Regions from separate parts of the Zea mays genome. Here all the other regions are linked to region 3. Evidence: chromatin contacts called from public Hi-C data. All regions are on one chromosome and are shown on one strand. The core of a region is the stretch at or near the end of the contact, and the rest is flanking DNA. Distances in the headings are between cores, read along the strand shown.

Evidence for each region. A called contact is a pair of places that touch in the nucleus more often than the background predicts.
Region 1: a contact with region 3 is called in a Hi-C map of leaf, with 7 times the contacts expected there. The contact joins the promoter of LOC100193043 here to the promoter of LOC103646424 in region 3. A contact is called at or near these places in 2 of 25 Hi-C or Micro-C datasets (endosperm and leaf).
Region 2: a Hi-C map of leaf shows a contact between it and region 3, with 5 times the contacts expected there. The contact joins the promoter of LOC100381598 here to the promoter of LOC103646424 in region 3. A contact is called at or near these places in 2 of 25 Hi-C or Micro-C datasets (bundle sheath and leaf).

What each region holds. Positions count from the first base shown.
Region 1 is chr2:50,612,100-50,614,799 of Zm-B73-REFERENCE-NAM-5.0, reverse strand. It overlaps LOC100193043, which reads right to left and starts at 1,347. Exons shown (of 5, transcript NM_001357854.2): 1 at 825-1,347; 2 at 264-581; 3 at 1-171. The coding sequence starts at 995. It overlaps LOC103646429, which reads right to left. Exons shown (of 7, transcript XM_008671166.4): 6 at 2,286-2,700; 7 at 1,760-2,153. The coding sequence ends at 1,956.
Region 2 is chr2:49,433,567-49,436,266 of Zm-B73-REFERENCE-NAM-5.0, reverse strand. It overlaps LOC100381598, which reads right to left and starts at 1,300. Exons shown (of 12, transcript NM_001329499.1): 1 at 966-1,300; 2 at 1-115. The coding sequence starts at 1,175.
Region 3 is chr2:50,019,363-50,022,062 of Zm-B73-REFERENCE-NAM-5.0, reverse strand. It overlaps LOC103646424 (regulator of nonsense transcripts UPF3), which reads right to left and starts at 1,288. Exons shown (of 13, transcript XM_008671161.4): 1 at 823-1,288. The coding sequence starts at 962.

The DNA.
Region 1 (2,700 bases), core at 98-2,597, 590 kb before region 3:
ATCTGAAGAAGAATGCAGTTTTCCCGATTCACGTTCCCAGACATTAAGTTTTGTAGGGCTAGAAAAGCTCTCAGGGGCTACAAGTGTAGCGAAATACTTCCCATCCCCTCGCCAAGAAATTGCACTTCGACTCTGACCACCGGTACTGTCTGTGTTGTCAATGGTCTCGTCCTGAGAAGAAGGATGTTTAGAATTGGGAGAGAACACAAACACACACAAAAAGAACGTGTATATTCAGTAAGACTTTAGTATATTAAACATACTTGAGGGTCAAGTGAAGTCTCAAACAGCACTTCCCAGTCCTGTGTGATGACAAGCAGTTGGCCGAGTCCAGTGGTGACAGAGAGAAGGGCCCCATCGGGGCTAGAGGCAATGGTGTTGACACCACCTTCCAGTCTTCCGACAACTTCAGTTGTTTTCTCCTCCACGTTATATAAGAGAAGACAACCATCTGACGACCCAAGGAGTAGAGACTCCCTCTCCATAAGATAATCCATGGCAACAATGCGATCTCCAGGATCAAGAACAACCTCCTCCATGTCAGAGTGTTGAGTAGCAGTTTTGCTCCATTGCAGTAGTTGCTGCAGAAGTGGTACGAAAGCAAGATAGTCAGCACAACCTGGAAAGCTACAAGATGAAGTTGTTGGCATAGCGAACTTTTTTTCCTGGACTGAAAAAATTAAACCATTGGCTATACAAGAATACAGCAATATTTTAGTAAGTGTTGCTTGCTGGCTTTCTAGCGTAGACACAGTGAAAGAAACAAAGAAGCAAGGAAAAAAAAACTCGTCTTGATCAGCAGGGGATGGGGTGGAATTGGAGACCTGTTCCTGGGTGGAGGACGAGGGCAGTGAGACGGTGTAGATGAAGTTGGCGGAGGAAGCGAAGAAAGCGCGGCGGCTCTCTGCGTCGATGGCGGAGGCGACGAGGGTTTCGCCGTCTATCTGGAGCTGGAGCTGCTGCGGGAGCCTCGTCACAAGGCGCAGGTTCTTCATCTCGCCGACGCCGCGCTGCCGACGTCGAGGGTTTTAGTAGAAGCCGGTAGTTCGAGGAGTTTTTATTTGGTTTGCCGTTCGCTCGCTTTTGGGAAACGGCAGCTGGCGGCGGCGGCGGCCGTGGGCGGGCGGGACGGCGACGACGGCTGTGTTTTCGTTCGGTCGAAGAAATTGGCTAGGTCAACACGAGGATGAAAGGAAACCGCCGGAAGGCAGAAAGTAGAGAGCCCACCAAGGCCCAAAACAATGATTCGGGAAACTGTGTTGTTTGTTTTAAGGGAAATTTGGATCCATACCATTAAAAGATCACCACTTTGGATCCATACCATTACTATCTCACTTACATGTGGGTCCACATGAGTCAATGACATGTGGGGTCCATGGTATATATCTAAAGATTGGATCTTTTAATGGTATAGATCCAATTATTCCTTGTTTTAAATCACTTTTGGAATTCCTTCGTTTTTTTAAATCCATAGCTAACTACCACGTCACTAATTATCATTTTCAGAAAACACAGCCATAACACAAAAATAACTAACTTCCACTTCACATTTTTCCCTACCATATACCTCTCCATGTAGAGTTGTAGACCTTACAGTGTAACATCTTATCTCTGAGTTCCCAGTTTCTCATGTGGACTTTATGAGTTTGTAACATTTGTCCACTGTAGCCACATCCAACACATGGCATAGACAGTATTATTTATAGAGAGAAATTTTAAAATAAAAGATGAGATTAGAGAGATGGTTGGACATGGCATAGACAGTATTATTTTAAGATTTATGCGATCGATCCTGAAGCTGCATTGCCGCGTACATGCATCCTGATACATTTCATGAAGTACAGACAAAACCTTAGAACAGCTATTCAAATTATTCATATGCAGATATGCTATACCCCTTTACACGTGAAATCTGTACAGGTCGAAAACCCAAAAGAAACGCCAGGCAAAAAGTTTCATCGGCGAGAGCGACGAAGCCAATCCTGGATAGCGAACCGAAGGGCGTGGTTAGGTGTGAGACTGAGATGCTCCAGTTTCAGGTTGTTCAGAGGCGCTGTCCCCTGCCCAGTCTCCAACTCCATCCGCTCACGGATCGCCCGCCCTTCGTAGGTCACCCCATCAGCAGCGCACACCTGAGGATCATGCATTATCTCCTGCAAGCCAAAACAGAAGAGGGAAAGAATAAAAGAAACGCACCGAGTTTCTTGTCATCATCACAATTCACATCGATCCAACCCCCATACCCGTTTCCCTAGTTAACAATGGTGCAAGACGATGGTACTTGCCTGCATAATCGGGCACAGGAAAGAGGAGGGTGCTTGTTCCTCCTCCCTCGTCAAGTGTAGCTGTTCCAGCTCTCGTACGGTCTCAGCAGTCAGGTCTGGGCGATCCCGGCTTCTGTCCTCACTGCACCTCAGGCCCAGTTCCGCTAGCCTTCCGGCCACCTCCATAGGCCAATGCCCAGCAGCAGGGTCGAGAATTGACGATAGCTTGCCACAAGCCATGGCACACCTTACTTCACCAGCAAGCCGCCGTGCAGGCTCCTGTCTTCCGGTCAGTAGCTGGAGTATCACGGTTCCGAAGCAGTATACGTCAGACTTGGGTGTCAACACTTTGCTTCTCATGTACTCCGGATCTGCGTAGGGAAAAGACCCTTCCGGAGGCTCAGAACCCCCCGACGGGTAATCCTTCACGTCGCCT
Region 2 (2,700 bases), core at 51-2,550, 590 kb after region 3:
TAGTACTGGTAGGTCCCCAGACTGCATATGGTATGTTTGCCTCGTGCCAAATAAGTGCATCCTCATTAGCAAAATCGTTGAACTTCTCGTTCTCTGACAAATACATCCACATATCCTGCAGCAAAATAGCCACAATGCACTTGGTGTTTATAGAAATTCAAAAATGGCTACTGGCCCAGGGAAGGCCTAACGAATGAACTCTGCACTATACATTTTGTCGAATATGCTGATACTACAGCAACAAAATCCACATGGTACAATTACAGAGTTTGAAAACTGAATCCAACAGCCAACCTTGAACACACCAAACCTAATCTAAACAACTAGGAGATATTTCCATTCCAGCATAAACATAACGAACAACCCCTCCTCTGTCCCAAATAGATTATTCAAAAGTCAAAACCCTAGCTTAAACACTACAAAAGTTCTAAACATAAAGTCACCAATAGCACTGCACCTACATGTTCACACAACTTGCTGAATTCAGCAGCAGCATGTCATGACCAAAGTTCACAAAACTTCTAGGGTTTATACTATTTCTGAAAAAATCATTAGCAACAATCAGCTTAGCCTCCTGAGATCCAATTAACACACCCAAAGCGCTATCCTTTTTTATCACAATAAAAGGAATGTTGGTGATGCAGAACACCAATATGAGGTGATCACTAGGCCTGAAAATATCTCCCTTGCACTCGAACAAGTAAAAACAAACGCTTCTGCGTCCGCTAAGTAGTCAATTCCTCTTGCGAACAGCACCCATGAGTGCCCCTAACAACTACAGCTTCCGGATCACAGCAACCAAAGGAAAGGTCAGACAATTAAATCCTAAAATTACCTTGACATCAGAACAAACATAACCAAACTACCCGCACTACAGAACCTAAACCCACTGACGAGCAAGCCGCGATCGACCTAAGACGCATCTTCGAACCGAAATCTCGCAAGATGGCCGAGGACGTTCTCACCATTGGCTCGCCCTTCTGGAAGAGGTTGGACATGAGCATCCCGGGGTCCGCGGGTGGGCGCTTGGGCCCGAAGAACTTGGACGCAAAGTACCAGAACACCGCCATCCGCACGATGCCTGCGATGCTCTGCCCCAGGCCGCCCTGGCGCCCCGCGGGGCCGCGACCCTGCGGCTGCGCCGCCGCGGCCACCGTCGCCGCCGGCTGCGACATGGCCGCCGGCGAAACTGGATCGGAGCCGAGGAGGGGCGCCTAGATGGGACTGTAGAGGAGGTTTTTCGGTTTGTGTTTTTCTCGATTGCGTGATGCGTTCGGAATTTTTAACCGGGGGCGGTTTTGCGTTACTTTACATCTGATTTTACAGATAAGGGCGTCAGTTGTTCCGTAATTGACTCCCTGTTCTGTTTGTGCTGCCAGCGGTTGGCCCGTTGCCGATTGGCTTTGTGCTTTGGAGTAATTCTTGAGGACTTCGGGGCCTGTTAGAGATGGAAGCACAATATGTGCTGCAGCTGGGATTTGCATAACGAGGCATGTGGCCATCCTGATGGGAAGCAAAATGCTAGACGTACACGTACCACTGTGGCAGTGGCAGCTCCTGAAAAGCAAAGTATTGCCGACTCGAATAAATAAAAATAATTGAAGTGACATTATTACATACAGAGAAAATAAGTGTAGCTATGGTATTTATACCGGTAAAACTTTCTTAAATTAATTAGCAATATTTGTATCTAAAAATAAGTTTATTATAAAATTAAATTCAACGGTCTATCTACTAGTTATATATTATAAATATTAATGTTTTATACTCCATCTATTCACAAGTATATTACGCGGTTGATTTTTTCAAAAGATTAATCACTCATTTTATTTGAAATGTAAAATGTTAAGTCACGCTTGATAAAATAAATTATAACAAAATAAATGATATGTCATGTTTTTTAGTAAGCCGAATGATTACAATTTTGGGGAAAAGTCAAGTAGAGAGTATATATTTGGTCAAAGTTAAAAATATTTACTTCTCAAAAAGCGTGAACGATATTTGGAACAGAGAAAGTACATTAAGATTAATGTTCCAATGTTTGCCTCCTCACTCGGTAGCACCCTTTATGGCGTGTATAGAGGTTTAGGTGATATTAATAGTTTAGGAGAGGTATCACGTATAATTTTATCTAACCTGAAAGAAAATTACAAAGACATCGTCTAGTAAGTATGAGAAAAAACTTTCTTAGTGTTAGTTTGGAAACTCTATTTTTCCAGTAAAAAATAACTAATTTCTCTTGAAAGATATAAAACCCTTGGAAAAAATTAGGTTTCTAAACTAGCCCTTAGACAACTTTCGCACTATAGAGGTATCGTCTATTGTATTACATATGAACACATATCATTCAACAATTGAATACTCTTTAGACTACTATATTCACATAGTCGCTTGTCTATTACTATAGAGTATCTGGTTAACACGGTATTGTCTTAAAGATTATGGTTGCCTGAACAATTATACATATCCTTATGTATATAACAACAGGTAGTGCAAAAATGTGTACATCTTACCTTATGCTACAGAATATCGTATCTTGGCTAAATTGGATGCACCTTAGTAGAAACATAAATATAAAATGTATGGGATCGAATCATCATCACAAAAAAGGACATGCGATTCATCACATTAGGAAGACAGGCACCATCTTTTGTTTTCAAACTCTCAAGCGTTACTCTATGGTAAACTATAGGTTTATAT
Region 3 (2,700 bases), core at 39-2,538:
ACTATTTTGAAGGATGAATCAACTTATAAATACTATTACAGAGAAGATCAAATTGAGAGTACTAAAGGAGAGAAGCCCCACAAAATCAATATTATAATAGCAAAAAACTCAGATACAAGTCCCTGTAACATTAAACTAATATATAAAACGGCCAGAGAAAATCACTAACCAGTAATCAATTACTGCAAAGCAAAGAAAGTTGAATGTGTAAAGGTAGTTCTAAACTATCAGATGGATTTAATTCTTCTCAGCAACTTTCTCTACAACTAAAGATGAAAACATGAGTCCAGACTCCAGAAGCAACAAAGATAGAATGAAAAAATGAATCTGCCATAATCAATAAATCTGCTGCCTTAACCAATGATTTTAGCTCTTTTAAACTCTATCAAAAGCACAGGTAGGTCAGATACAGATTGTGCAATACAATCAACAGAGAGAAACAGCTAAGAAGGCAATCCACTAGTTCTATGTTCTAGTTAACACTTCAGTAGCAATCAATGCTAAAGCAAATAAATTTAGACTTTGAACAGACTTTAATTGTAATTCAGATAACTCAGAATCTCTCCCAGGCCATTGCAAGACAGAGAAAATAATTAGGTCACCACAATCAGAGAAAGGTAAAATTGGACAACTCGGTAACTAATCTCACGGCTCTACCTCCATAATACACGGATGAACTGGCTAATTGCTTGCGATGTGGGTACACAACAACTAGCAAACGGAACGTAATAATAGCTTCCTACCACGGTTCATAGGTTAAACAGGATAGTACCACCCTCCCACAGCAACGCCACAAGCACTTGAAGCACAGAGAGCGCGGACCTGGCATTGCCGGGACGGAAGCAGGCCCAGTCGTACCGCCCAGCGAAGCGCGCATCGACCTGGTCCACGACGGCCTGCTGCGCGATCGCCGGCGGCAGCCGCCGGAGCACCACCTTCGTGCGGTGCGCCGGGTCCTTCATTTGCGCTCGCACCGCCGCCGACACCTCGAATCCTACTCGCGTCGCGAATCGCCGCGACACACGCACACACCGCAACACCGTCTCAAACCCTAGGGTGGGGTCACATCGAAGCGAGGCGGAGCAGACGCCAGCGAGATCTGGGGGACGAAAAGGGGGGGACGGGGGAGGTGGCTAGGGTTTGGAGCCGGGTGGGGATTTGTCTCGCTTCTGCTTCCCTTCACACTTCCCCTTCACCGTCGCGTCGTCGCGTGCTTTTTTCCAGTTTCGTCGCTCGAATAGGTTGGGGGTTTGGGTTGAGTTTTTTTTTTTTGAACCAAGAAGCTCCCATTAGGGTTTGTTCGGTTATTTTCAATCCATATGGATTGGAGGGGATTGATACGGATTGGAGGAGATTTTGACTTACTAGGGATTAAAACCCCCTCAATCCCCCTCAATCCATATGGATTGGGGTAGAACCAAACAAGCCCTTAGTGGGCTTCTAAAAGTTAGTATCCCGAATGTGTCGATTGAGATTATAGTATTATAACATATTTCGTCTTGGTCTTTTGGTACTTAAACGCGCTTTGATCCCTCTACCTGTGTATTGTTCGTTTACCTGGACAGTGTTACGTCAGAGTTTCTCTGACCCATTCCACAAAACGGATCAACCAGTTTCTCTCCTCCATTGCTCCTCGCGGCGCTTGTTTCTGGCGACGCTGAGTTCGTCGGCACTCGCTCGTTTCCGTCGTTTGCTCCTCCTCGTCGGCACTCGCTCGTTTCCCCTCCGAGTCTCGTCCCCTCCATGAAATTGGCGGTGCTGTTAATGAAATTGCAGAAGGTCTAGACACTGTGAGCACGGATCTGGAGGAAGTTTTTATTGGTCCACAACCTCTACTTGAAGACTATGAAGCCCTTGGCTTATACGATGGTTTCCAATGCGATGGTGATGTTGATGGTGACTGTAATGATGACTGGGTTTATGATGAAGATAGTTATCTAGACTCGGATGAGATCAATGATCGCCATCTATCACATATGAACGAGTGTATATGAGATATTTGTTTGTGAGAGGGTTTAGATTATGCCTATGTATAAATGTATGTGAAAAGGACAACCATCGGTTGAGTTAACTTGTTTGCACTTATCATGTGGAACCTTATGTAATATGTCTCGTGGAACCTTATGTAATATGTCTTGTGGAACTGTGTAGTTTGTCCTCAATGGCATATGTTTTGTAAACAACTTAGATAGTTTATATTCTATCCACGACATTAGACAAAAATCAGTTCAGCCAAGCTGTTGTGACTGAAACCATGACAAAAGCAGTTCAGCCAAGCTGCTGTGACTGAAACTGTGACAAAAGTCATCTGTTTATGTTTCTGTTAACAGCAAGCTGCTGTGTCAGAATTTATGAACAACCAAGTAAACATAGACCAAGAATCTGTTTATGTTTCTGTTAACAGAATTTGTGAACCCAGCTAGTTTTTGTTTCTGTTAACAGAATTTGTGAACACAGACTAAGAATTTTTGTTAACGGAGTTTGTGAACAACCAAGTAAACACAACCAAGTAAACCCAGCTAGTTTTTTGTTTCTGTTATAATTTCTATTTCTGTGAACAAACGATTTCTGTGAAAAGAGACTTGCTCCAAACAGAAGGTAAACACAGTCAGTTGCACCATATGTCAGGTTCAGAAATTCAGAGAAGCAAACGTCATGTTCTTTACAGAGAAGCAAAATACAGGACACAACTCTAGGTGC